Regions from separate parts of the Ovis aries genome. Here region 2 is linked to region 1. A link is a contact called in public Hi-C data. All regions are on one chromosome and are shown on one strand. Each heading gives the region's core, a stretch centred on a gene start, on an enhancer-like site or on the middle of the called end of the contact. The rest is flanking DNA. Distances are from core to core; before and after follow the strand shown. Region 1 overlaps LOC132658461 (a long non-coding RNA gene). Region 2 overlaps GOLIM4 (golgi integral membrane protein 4).

Region 1 (6,035 bases), core at 2,300-4,799:
GACTAGACGGACCTTAGTTGGCAAAGTAATGTCTCTGCTTTTGAATACACTATCTAGGTTGGTCATAACCTTTCTTCCAAGGAGTAAGTGTCTTTTAATTTCATGGCTGCAGTCACCATCTGCAGTGAATTTGGAGCCCCAAAAAATAAAGTCTGACACTGTTTCCACTGTTTCCCCATCTATTTCCCATGAAGTGATGGGACCAGATGTCATGATCTTTGTTTTCTGAATGTTGAGCTTTAAGCCAACTTTTTCACTCTCCACTTTCACTTTTATCAAGAGCTCATTTAAATACCAGGGCAGCTGCAGTAAACACATCCATTTCACTTTCTTAAAATGTTCTTGGACGTAGACTTTGTAGTATTTTTCTCTCTCCTGCATATATTTCTCAGAGCTGTGTCACTTTTATTCTTCTCATCCCCATTTCTTCATCAGAAGTAACATTATATTTTAACTTAGTTTTTCTTAAGTTCTCTATTTAGAATTGTTTGAATTTTGGACAGGAACATAAGAAAACAGCTATACGAAATTCCAAAGAAACTAGACAGTCAATTAGAAAACAAAATGCAATTTAAAAATTTAGAACATTATCATATTTTTACCCTCTTGGGGGAGGGGGGAAACTGACAGAAAAATCTCAGTTACTTGAAGGGGAGTAAATGAAGGACTAGACAGATCAGCAAGAAATCTTGGAAAGAGTAGTGTGAAAAATACAGAGCTTAAACATGTTTAATTGGTAAAGCGTCTGCCTACAATGCAAGAGGCCCAGGTTCAATCCCTGGGTCGGGAAAATCTCCTGGAGAAGGAAATGCCAACCCACTCCAGTATTCTTGCCTGGAAAATTCCATGGACAGAGAAGCCTGGTAGTCTACAGTCCATGGGGTCTCAAAGAGTCGGACACAACTGAGCGACTTCACTTGCACCCTGGTAGAACATACAGATTATATCGCCGAATCATTCACGAGCTTTGTGGAATCTGGTAGTCTCTGAAGGTACTCGCTCTCCTTCTAATTAACATACTTTGCTGAGGCATCATCAGGCAATTTTTGTCACCCACAGATACCAGTGCCTGAAGATCATTCCCTGCTGATTCCCCAGCCATCTCTCCAGCCCAGAACGTACTCCCCAGACACAGACAATCTAGCGCACCTCCACCTGGAGGTCTCCCGTGGAACTAAAATTCAATAGGTTCAAAGCTTGACTCTTTCACCACCAGCAGCGCCCCCTGTAGTCCTGTCTAGACAATGACATCACCATTCAGCAAGACAGAAACAGGAATTGTCCTCAAATCTTCCTTTTCCCCACCTGATGCCTAATCAGTCACTCAGTCCTGTCATTTGTATCTACCCTACCTTTCTTGTTCGCATCCTTCCACTCTGTTCCTAATACCTTTCTCTTGTTTTAACATTTATCAACTCTCACTAGGAGTAATGTTGCAAGCTCTGAAATTTCCCTGTCTCACCATCCTCCACCTCCTCATCCACTGTCCCTAGACTGATTTTTCTAAAACGCAAGGGTAACCACATGACTAACTCCTTTGTTTAAAACTCTGTTCCATCTGTAGAACAGAAGCCCAAAGCCCTGAATCAGCGCTTTCCTCCTATGCATCATCTACCACTGCTCCTGACAAGAACGCCGCTTTTCTTTTTATTTATTTGGCCGCACAGGGTCTTAGTTGCAGCTTTTGAGATGTTTAGTTGTGGCATGTGGGATCTAGTTCCTTGACCAGGGATCGAACCTGGGCCTTCTGCTTTGCGAGTGTGGAGTCTTAGCCACTGGACCACCAGGGAAGTCCCATGAAGGCTGCATTTCAGCTTTCAAAATCACTTACATTCACAAAGGGGCTCTACTCTTTCATGTTCTCTGCTTTTATTAATGTTCATGCTATATCCTTTGTCTGGAATTCCTCTCTCCTCCTTTTCCCATATTCATCCAGAATATTCTTGATCATTCTTTAAGACCCAGGTCATCCTCTAAATTGAGCATTCCTTCCTCTGTTTTCTCCTGATATCCAGTACATAAATCTACTACAGTGTCATTACATTATAATGCCTATACTGTGAATTCCCTGCTAGCAGGGACTGATCCTCATTTTTGTGATCTTTAGTGACAAGCTCTGTGCCTGGCCTTATTTAGTCCTCAGAATATCTCAAATAATGAAAGAATGAAAAGGCAGGATATTAATTATCAAAATTTACTGACCACTTGAGACAAGCACTGTGCTCAAACTTTATAAACATTGTCTCATTTAATTCAACAGCCCAGTGAGGTAAGTTCTATATTTATTTTATTTTGCAGATAATAAGCTTCAGGAAGTTAAGAAATATATGCAAAATCAATATATGCAAATGAAAAGCTTAGATTCTCTGCTTCTTTTCCTGACCAGAGCTCAATCTCTTATATATTCCACTTAACTTCAAATGTATGCTACTTCCATAGGAACTAAATACAAGGAAATACTATTCTATCAAAAAAAATTTTTTTAAGGTCATGGATTATGCAAGCTGGCTACTTAAGAGTTTTATACTGATTCCAAGAAAAAAAGCAAGAATGATTCTCAAGCATGGTTTGTGAACACTTACTGAAGGGAGTCTTACTAATGCCCTTGGGTATTACCAGGAAGAAGTATGATTTCGTGAAGAACAAGGAATCCCAAAGCATCTTCCTTCCCTTCTAGAAGACAGGATTACTTGACAAGAAAACCAAGGAACTGTGACTCCCCAGTATCCTCCCCAGCCCCGGCCATTGTATAGCAGCCTTGCCATTTTGGGTGTTGACCCAAGCTTCAGGAGTGAGTACTATCAAGTCTAAACCAGTGTTTCTCTAAGCATTGCTGTGTAGGGCACTGTCTGCAGTGCTTGATAAAAATTCAATTTCCTATTTCCACGCTGAGAGATTCTGAATCAGTGAGTTTGGTGCCAAGGAATCTGCATCCAGTGGAATCCGATAGACCAGAGTCACACTTCAGAAACATGTCTGCAAACCAACCATGTGTTCCCATCCCTTTGCCAGTTCTGGTGATGGTTTGGTCCCTAAGTTGTATCTGACTTCTGGCGACCCCATGGACTGTAGCTCACCAGGCTCCTCTATCCATGGGATTCTCCAGGCAGGAATACTGGAGTGGGTTGCTATTTCCTTCTCTAGGGGGATCTTCCCTACTCAGGGATTGAACTCGGGTCTCCCGCACTGTAGGTGGATTCTTTACCAAGGAGCCACAAGGGAAGCCCTTTGCCAAGGGCTTTGACTGGGTTAAGCCAGTCAAAGTCAGGTTTCATCCTGGCAGAGGTCACTGGTCTAGGTGTAGGTGCCAGGGTGACCAACGGTCCCTGCTTGCCCAGGACTTTCCTGGTTTTAGCACTGAAAGTCCCACATCCTCACTGTAAAAGTGATATAGGAGGTTGTCCTAGTCAAACTGAAAGAATAGTCTTCTATTCACACTTTCTCCCCTTCCCACCCTCTTTCTTGGACACAGACAAGGAAGCACGCTATCCCCATGGCTGTTGGCAGCCAGCTTATATCCACAAAGGAAACTGGCCTGGGGACAAGACACGGAGAAGGTAAACTCTAAACAGCAGAACAGTCTGAGCCTTGGTTGTGCTGTGCCTGGAGCCCTCCCTACCTCTGTGCACAAATAAATGTCCTTATTGTTTATTCCAGGCTGATTCAGAGTTCCACCCTTGCAGGCACAAACATCCTAACCAGAACACTTTGGCAAATTATGATGTTAGAAAGAAATATGACCAAGTTCCTTTTAGACAAAACAAAGATGTGAACTAAAAAATAAGACATAGGGTAAATCTGTCACTTTTGAATGTGCGTAAGGAATTCCTCTGGATTCTGTCTCATTGAAAGTTATGGGGGAAATGTGTGAAAACCTGAGTCAAGATACCCAATATTCTCTAAGAGTTGGCGCAATGGCCTAAACCTAACAAGATGAAATTTAATAACCATAAATGTAAAGCCCTACATTTAGGCCCCAAACAGTAATTAATTTTACAAGTACAACATGGCGGAAACAGGATTTAAGAGCAGCACGTGTGAAAGATTTAGGGATTTTTGGTCGACAGTGAATTCAACATAAGCCCAAGTTGTGATGTGGTTGCCAAAAATGCTTATGTGATTGTAGGCTGCCTTACAAATGTGTAACAAAGATTTCCCCCAGGCCACACCAGCCTCAATAACCTTTAACAGAACAGGGGTTTTCTGCTTCTCCAACCACCTGAGTTCTCCTGTTCAGACTGGGAATTCTAAATGCCCTTCCTCTATCAAATCTTTCTGGGAATCTTTAAACTAGTACCTTTCTTTTCTTTTTGGACATTATTTTATCCCTGTATTAAGCTGGCTGTCTGCTTTTTACATTCTTCTATTTAAGCTACTAAGTGAAAAGTGAAAGTGTTAGTCGCTCAGTCATGTCCAACTCTTTGGGATCCCATGGACTGTAGTCTGCCAGGCTTCTCTTTCCATGGAATTCTCCAGGCAAGAATACAGGAGTGGGTAGCCATTCGCTTCTCCAGGAGATCTTCCCTACCCAGTGACTGAACCTGGGTCTCTTGTATTGCAGGCAGATTCTTTACCATCTGAGCCACCAGGGAAGCTCCATTAAGCTACTGAACACTGAAGGAAATCAGATAAATAACAGCACTAACTACTCTTCTCGCTATCCCCAGCCAGGTCCTCCACACTTTTCAACAGTCCTTCATTAGCCTTAGACGTAGCTGTGCCTTCTTCCTCATTAACTTTCTTCCTTTCCTCAAGGCCCACACCTCACTTCCTGGGGATGGCCTAGCCTCTTTCTTCATGAAAACAATAACCTGCATTAAAATAGCCCTTGCTTAATGAACTTATTTGCAAAAAGAAACAGAGTTATGGATATAGAAAATAAATATGTTTATTTGGAGATAAAAGGGGGGATAAATTAGAAGATTGGGACTGACATAAACACATTACTATATATAAAATGGGCTTCCCTGGTGGTTCAGCAGTATAGAATCAGCAGTGCAGAAGATGGCTGCTAGGTCTCTGGGTTGGGAAGATCCCCTGGAGGAGGGCATGGCAACCCACTCCAGTATTCTTGCCTGAAGAATCCCATGGACAGAGGAGCCTGGTGGGCTAGAGTCCATTGGGTCACACAGAATTGGATATGACTGTAGCAACTGAGGATGCATGCAGATACATAAAATAGATAACTAATAAGGACCCGCTCTACTCAATACTCTGTAATGGCCTATAAATGAAAATAATATAAAAAAGAGTGGATATATGTATGTGTATAACTGATTTCACTTTGCTGTATAACCTAAAACTACACAACACTGTCAATCAACCATGTATGTGTATGTGTTGGTTGTTCAGTCTTGTCCAACTCTCTGCGGCTCCATGGACTGTAGCCTGCCCGGCTCCTCTGTCCATGGGATATTCCCCAATAAAAATTTTTAAAAAGTTAACCCTGGCTTTCATCTGCCCTCTCAGGACCTCAGCCACCGAAGGTTAATAAAGCTTCTTCTTCAACAGTGAACCAAATAAAACTCTCTTCTGAAAACTGACTCACATAACTGACTGCTCCAGAATCTGCTTCCTGAATTTAGCCATCGTGCCTTAGTTCAGTCATGAACCCAGGCCCCAGATGAGTCTGGGTAACTGGATAACCCGGGGCCAGTGGACAGGAAGTCAAATGCCTGACTTTGCCCCTCGGTGTCTCTCTTGCCTGACCTCCTACCTAGCAGAAAGGGCTCTCCTTGTCTTCACTACTGCTCTGTGTCCAACACGTCTCACCTCTCCAGAGCTTGTTTCTCTCCAGAATCTTCATCTTCTCTCTTTGGGCGTTTTTTTTCTTTTTTTTTTCTAGATAGACAGGCGCAAGTCTTTCCAACCCCTCCAAAAATAATAAGATAAGATATTTTAAAAAATGTATTTTAACCCAGTAGAACAAACTAATAAAAAGGCACCCCAGAGTAGAATTCAATATGAATCCTCCTCCATAAGTGAGCTCACAGCTTTCTTCTTTGAGTATTGTTAGTGGGATTGGCTAGGCGGGT
Region 2 (6,035 bases), core at 1,699-4,198, 99 kb after region 1:
AGCGACTGAACTGAGAAGCTGGTGCTTTAATAATGGCTTGACCAATTCTGAGTAAGTTAATATTAATAGTACAGTTACATCATGGTTTCTACCCATACCCTCTATTCCTGTTTACCACATCTTTTTTCTGCTGCAGTTTGCAAAAACGCATTTCTCTTGCCTTAGGTTTTGCTATGAATGATGCCATTTTATGTATTCATGATCATGCCTCAGATTTCCTAAGACCTTTGATTGTGGACTGTAATCCACAGATATATTCGCCTCTTTGTGGACATTGTATAGCATCTCTTCAGGTTATTTATGAAAGTTTCTAACTTTCATGTATCCTAGAATCTTCTAGCTGTTGAGACAAGCTAGAATTTAAACGTCAAATGTGTAAATTCCCATTCTGCACATAATTGTCAGACAGCTGTGTGATTAAGTTTGGTCGATGGGTACTTTGTACCAGCTGTTTGCATGTTATCCTCCTGACTGAATCGCAGGGAAGAGAGTAAAGCGCAGAACCATGTCTCCCCCATCCCCCAGTTCTCCTCACCCTATCCACCAACTCCCTGTGGATCCTCCACCCCAATGAAGATGCATTTCTGCAGATGCAGAAGTGTTTTCTGCTTCCTAAACCAAAGATAAGCATTACATGATGACCAAGTACCACATAATGTTGAGTGATGCTGCTGTATTTTATTGTCAAGAATTTCACAGGATTATAATTTGTAAATGCAGCGTTTTCCCACATTCTTACCTTCCCATGGTAATCGTTCATATTTAGAGTCTGAGGTGTCTGGGGATGGTGACTAACAGTTCCCTCACAGATGTTTTCTTGACTGCGCTGCTGCTGCTGGGTTTTTTGTTGTTTTTATCTTGGGTGTTGCTAGCCTGGATTGTCTTCCCCTAGAGGTGCTGACCTCCATTCAGGAGCCCCTGGACTCAGGACCCCTGCTGCCACTTCGCTTCCTTTAGAGCAAGATCTTGACTACAGTGCCTGCTCACCTTTCTTTGAAAGTGATGCACATGCTTGCTGAAATTGTCCATGATATGTCCAGTTAGTGCACCCGTTTAGCATAATAAAGGTATATTTAAGCCCTATTACCTGGCATGTTTATGTTCCTGTGAGCCACTGCCCAGACCGTGGGCACTTTGGCCAGTGGCTTGGAGATGAGGGAGTGTTTTTTCTACCAGCTTGGAGCTTAGATGCTCTCCTGGCATCCTGTTCTCACCTGTGTGTATCATGACAACATTGTAATTTATGTTTCCCTGTAGGCTTCTCCCACCTGACTGAAAATTTCAAAGACTGTGAGCACACAGTTCTGGGCTTGGCTTGGTGAGGTTCCACAGCACTAATCTTTGTTTTCCATGTCTCATTCCAAATGTCATTCAAGATGGTAGCATTAGCACCAATCCAAGGAAACTCTTGGTTTTAATAGACTTTTAGAAATTGGCCAAGAAACGTATATACTATACACCTATATGTTTGAAAAGCAATGTAATTTCTCAGCAGTGGACTTGGAACCAGCTTTTTGGAAAACAACCACCTTTGGTCCAGTCTCATCACCTCTGCACCTTTGTCCCTGTGGTGTCTTCCAGGAATGCCTTTCTCCTGTGGCCCCGCCACCTACCTAATTGTTCTTCACTCTCAAAACCAGCCAGGAGTCTTCCCTCACTCCCCTTCCTTCCAGAGCTCACCCTTCTCTTTCACTGGGCTTAAATATGCTTTTATTATGCCAAATGCAGTTAGTTCTGATTATTTAAAATTACTGAATATATCTCCCTTGTTAGACTAGAGCTTCTTGAGGCCAAGGCCCATGTCTATTCACGTTGCATTTCTACTCATATCACGGTGCTGGGTAAAGTGGAGTTGGATGAGATCCCTTTATACTAACAGCATTGGAGGAGATTGAAGGATCATCTGTAAAGAAAATAGGGACCAAAGTGGAGAAAGGAAATGGGGCAGGTCGTTATTTGGATGACTGTTGGGAGGCTGAGACGAGAGGGAAGATGAGTTTGGGGCAGGCCAAAGGAGACAACACCAGGCCAGTCTGGGTGGTGGCAGGCATTTTAGCAGTCGTGGACTGAGAAGTAAGCAGAGGTGTGAGCAGAGGAGTAGGGGCTGTGGGAGTCACAGATGGAGCCCTGGCAGTAGCAGCTGTACATGGGAGGCAAGATGAGAGATGCAGCGTTGGGAGAAGGAGAAGGACCTTGGAGATGATGGCCATATTGGAAGAAGGACACCCATAGCTGGTACCTGGCAGGGGGTGGGGGACAGGCAGTGGGGAAAGGTGGGGAAGAGGGTCAGGGAGGGGATTGCTGTGACCGTGGCAACTTTTGAGTGGCCAGCAGTTTGGGGCAGTTGTACACACTTTGCCAACAAAGGTCCATCTAGTTAAAGCTATGGTTTTTCCAGTAGTCGTGTATGGATGTGAGAGTTGGACTATAAAGAAAACTGAGCACCAAAGAATTGATGCTTTTGAACTGTGGTGTTGGAGAAGACTCTTGAGAGTCCTTTGGACTACAAGGAGGTCAAACCAGTCAATCCTAAAGGAAATCAGTCCTGAATATTCATTGAACAGACTGAAGCTGAAGCTCCAATACTTTGGCCACATGATGTGAAGAACTGACTCCTTGGAAAAGACCCTGATGCTGGGAAAGATTGAAGGCAGGAGGAGAAGGGGAAGACAGAGGATGAGATGGTTGGATGGCATCATCGACTCGACGGACATGAGTTTGGATAAACTCCTGGATTGGAGATGGACAGGGAAGCCTGGCATGCTGTGGTTCATGGGATCACAAAGAGTTGGACATGACTGACTGAACTGAACTGACACACGAAGGGTCAGTCAGTGGTTGACAATTGAATTGTATCTTAGGTAGCTGTGAAGAGCTGGAGGTGGTAAAAAGAACCCAGTGGCAAGCTTGGCTGAGCTTGCCAGGGAGTGAGATCATCTGTGACCATAATGCTGAGCAAACAGGATTAAAGGGCACATCAGAAACTTGGTTTATCCTCTCCTTCTCTCCCCTGTTCCAACCACTACTCTGTGGGCTTGAGTTTTCTGTCCCTGCATGAAATCTAAGACAGACTTCACTACTTTGTATCACCTTCTCTCAGATTAAAAATATATTTTTTTTTCTCAATAACTTTTATCCATAAATACAGTCTTGGTTTAGTAATATCTGGCCTAGTCCAGTATAATAATACTTTTTTTTTTTTTAATTAAAGATAAAACTTCTCTTGCAGCTCCTATTTCCTGGAGATGTGAAGCCTGTAGTGAGGGAGGAAGTACCCAGGGGCTTCCCTCTGTTTTCCCCCTAAATCATCAGCACTCCTTCCTCCCCTCACCAGGCAACTCCCACTTCTTCAGGATAGACTGGGGAGGTGGGCTTGGTAAAGTGCAGGAAGGTCCTGTGGCACGACATCAGCTTGCCTTGGGTTTCCTGCCATGGCAGATCTCAATCCTGTGGGCTTCCCAGGTGGCTCAACGGTGAAGAATCCGCCTGCCCAGCCAGAGATGCAAGTTTGAGCCCAGGTCAGGAAGATCCCCTGGAGTAGGAAATGGCAACCCACTCCAGTTTTCTTGCCTGAAAAATTCCATGGACAGAGGAGCCTGGCAGACTACAGTCCACGGGGTCGCAGAGTCAGACACAGCTGAACATGCAGGCATGGCACAGGTTATAGGCTCTTCAGTGGGGACAGTCTCCCTCCTTCGTCTCTGTGGCCCTCTCGCCTGCATTTTCTCTGACATGGGGAATACACCTCCTTTTTCAGCAAACCTTGGTATGCTGCTGAGCTTTCCACATCCACCCTTGCTCAGCTCGTTCCGCTGCTGTGCTGTGCTCAGTCCTGTCCAACTCAGTGACACGGTGGTCTGTGGCCCGCCAGGCTCCTCTGTCCCTGGAATTTTCCAGACAAGAATACTGGAGTGGGTGCCATTTCCTACTCTAGGTGATCTTCCCAAGTCAGGGGTGGAACCTGTGTCAGGCAGCTCTAATTCACTGTCAGCTCATGTTGACTTGGGAGCACTTATGGGATCTCTGGGTGTAAATACTCTCCTAGTGCCTGAAAGTGAGGTGGGAGCTGGACACACAGATGGGGGTAAATGCTGTGCAGATGGTGGCTGAAGTGTGGAGAGTGGACATGCTCATCCAGCGGGAGACAGGGAACCCCACAGAGACTCGCATTCCAGAAGCAGGAGAACAAGGAACTGTCCAAGAAGGTGGAAGCCTCTTCCACAGTGTTGTTTCTACAGAGGGGCAGACCATATAGGAGTCAGTTGAGCATTACGCCTATTATTGTTTTCATCTTTCACGCAGATTAAAGGCGCGTATTTTCATTTTAATAGTGAAAGGACCCTAAACTATCTTCTTCCTGTTTTGAAAATTGATGTTGATTTTACTTTAGAATTTCTGATTTATTGAAGAAAAGTTTTCAACTTTTTTTTTTCCAGTTGTGTATGAACACAGATCAAGATTGGAGAAATCCTTGCAAAAGGAAAGACTTGAGCATAAGAAAGCAAAGGAAGGTAAGTAAATAATATCATTCGTGTTTTACATTTTTTATGCTCTTCTTTGAAGTACATTGTACTTGCTTTACTGTTTTCTTGCTTAGAAATTTTTCAAATCACCCAAAGTCAGTCAAGCAATATGCTATACATCGTGCAACAAAATAATTCCTGCTCAAGATTGGATTTAGAATTTTTCATTTAGTTTGTGCCTCTTTGAGGTCATTCATATACCAGAAATAGCACACAGTTTTTCATTTGAATACTGTATATGTTATTAACATCTGTTAACAGACATATGGGAAAGTAATACCATGCGGTCCAGAATATACATATATATATGTATATACGCATTTATAGCATAATCGATTTCGATCTCATTGCATGACATCTTTTAAGTTACAGACCTGTTTTTCTCTTGTGCTAAAGACTTTATTGGCATAGCCGATTGGTTTGTTTTGAAAAGTTAACATTTAGCACAGGTGTTAAATAAAAATCAATGCTGTTGATTTTTATCAGAATTTTTCTAAAAAGCATGGACTTTGTATAGCTTGTGATTTGAAGTTACCTGCATTCTTATTTTCATTTTCAACTTTTTGGTTAAATATTAGATTGAAGTGGTGTTTTGTCTGATTACTTTGGTGTGGGGTAGAAGGAGGGAGAACAGAGGAGGACAGTGTGAGCTGGAATGTTTTACTGAGAAGTTTTAAGATTATTAAAATGCTCTGATAGGGTTTGGATTTTGCTTGTCTTCAAATGCAGAGTGATTTTGTAGAGCCATCTAGTGGATAATAAAGCTTTAAGAGCGTTAAATGGTTTCCATGGCCTGCGTTCCTTTTCAGGTCCTGAATGATTTTAGGGTGCCATCTAGTGGCTGGCATAAATCATCTCTGTCCTTAAGTTCACTGCATGGTTTTGTTTTTTTTCTCCTTCATTTCAAGGCGAGTTCATCACCAAGTCCACACTTTAAGTGCACTTTTAGTCAGTTGGCTATAGTGTGTATTTTGTTGATACAAGATTCACAACTTTAAGGTATGGAGGAAAACTTTTCAAGCATTAAAAGGCAAAATAAAGTGTATCATCAAGTAGATTGTTTAGGTCTGAGTAAAATGTGCCCTTGTTTTTTTAGATGTTTAAAAATGCCACAATGAATTAACTTATACTAATAGAGTTAATTAATGTAATTATGTTCTCCATTTTGTATTTTCTAGATTTTCTGGTTTATAAATTAGAAGCACAAGAAACACTAAATAAGGGAAGGGTAAGTTGTTTTTTTCCTCCCTTAGTTTTTTATTTCACAAAACTTGACAGAGGGGGAAATAAAGTCTCCAGACATTTTACTCTGTTGATCATTAGGACTGAAATACATCTCCCTCCATCCTTTCCTTCCTTCCTTCCCCCAAAATTCTGAGAGGAAGACTTTAAAAATTGTTCCTTTAAAACCTACCTTCCTTTGCTTAATCGCATTATTGGCGATAGTGATAAATTGAAAATATCCTTAATGTTCCACGATAAAGAGATTGATTTATTTATGCATCCGCAGAA

The links. A called contact is a pair of places that touch in the nucleus more often than the background predicts.
Region 2: a Hi-C map of liver shows a contact between it and region 1, with 5 times the contacts expected there. The contact joins two enhancer-like sites. A contact is called at or near these places in 14 of 16 Hi-C or Micro-C datasets (blood, hypothalamus, liver and 7 more).

Annotation. Positions count from the first base shown.
Region 1 is chr1:219,943,217-219,949,251 of ARS-UI_Ramb_v3.0, forward strand. The region is part of intron 2 of LOC132658461 (a long non-coding RNA gene); the gene reads right to left. Among named protein-coding and RNA genes, the nearest start is that of GOLIM4, 53 kb to the right of the region's middle. Within about 2 kb of position 3,550, at least 3 of the 54 cell types and tissues checked have an H3K27ac peak or open chromatin away from gene starts, as enhancers often do. A contact at or near this core is called in liver, where this site is marked.
Region 2 is chr1:220,043,278-220,049,312 of ARS-UI_Ramb_v3.0, forward strand. It overlaps GOLIM4 (golgi integral membrane protein 4), which reads left to right. Exons shown (of 15, transcript XM_042234859.1): 2 at 4,437-4,511; 3 at 5,702-5,751. Among named protein-coding and RNA genes, the nearest start is that of GOLIM4, 47 kb to the left of the region's middle. Within about 2 kb of position 2,949, at least 3 of the 54 cell types and tissues checked have an H3K27ac peak or open chromatin away from gene starts, as enhancers often do. A contact at or near this core is called in liver, where this site is marked.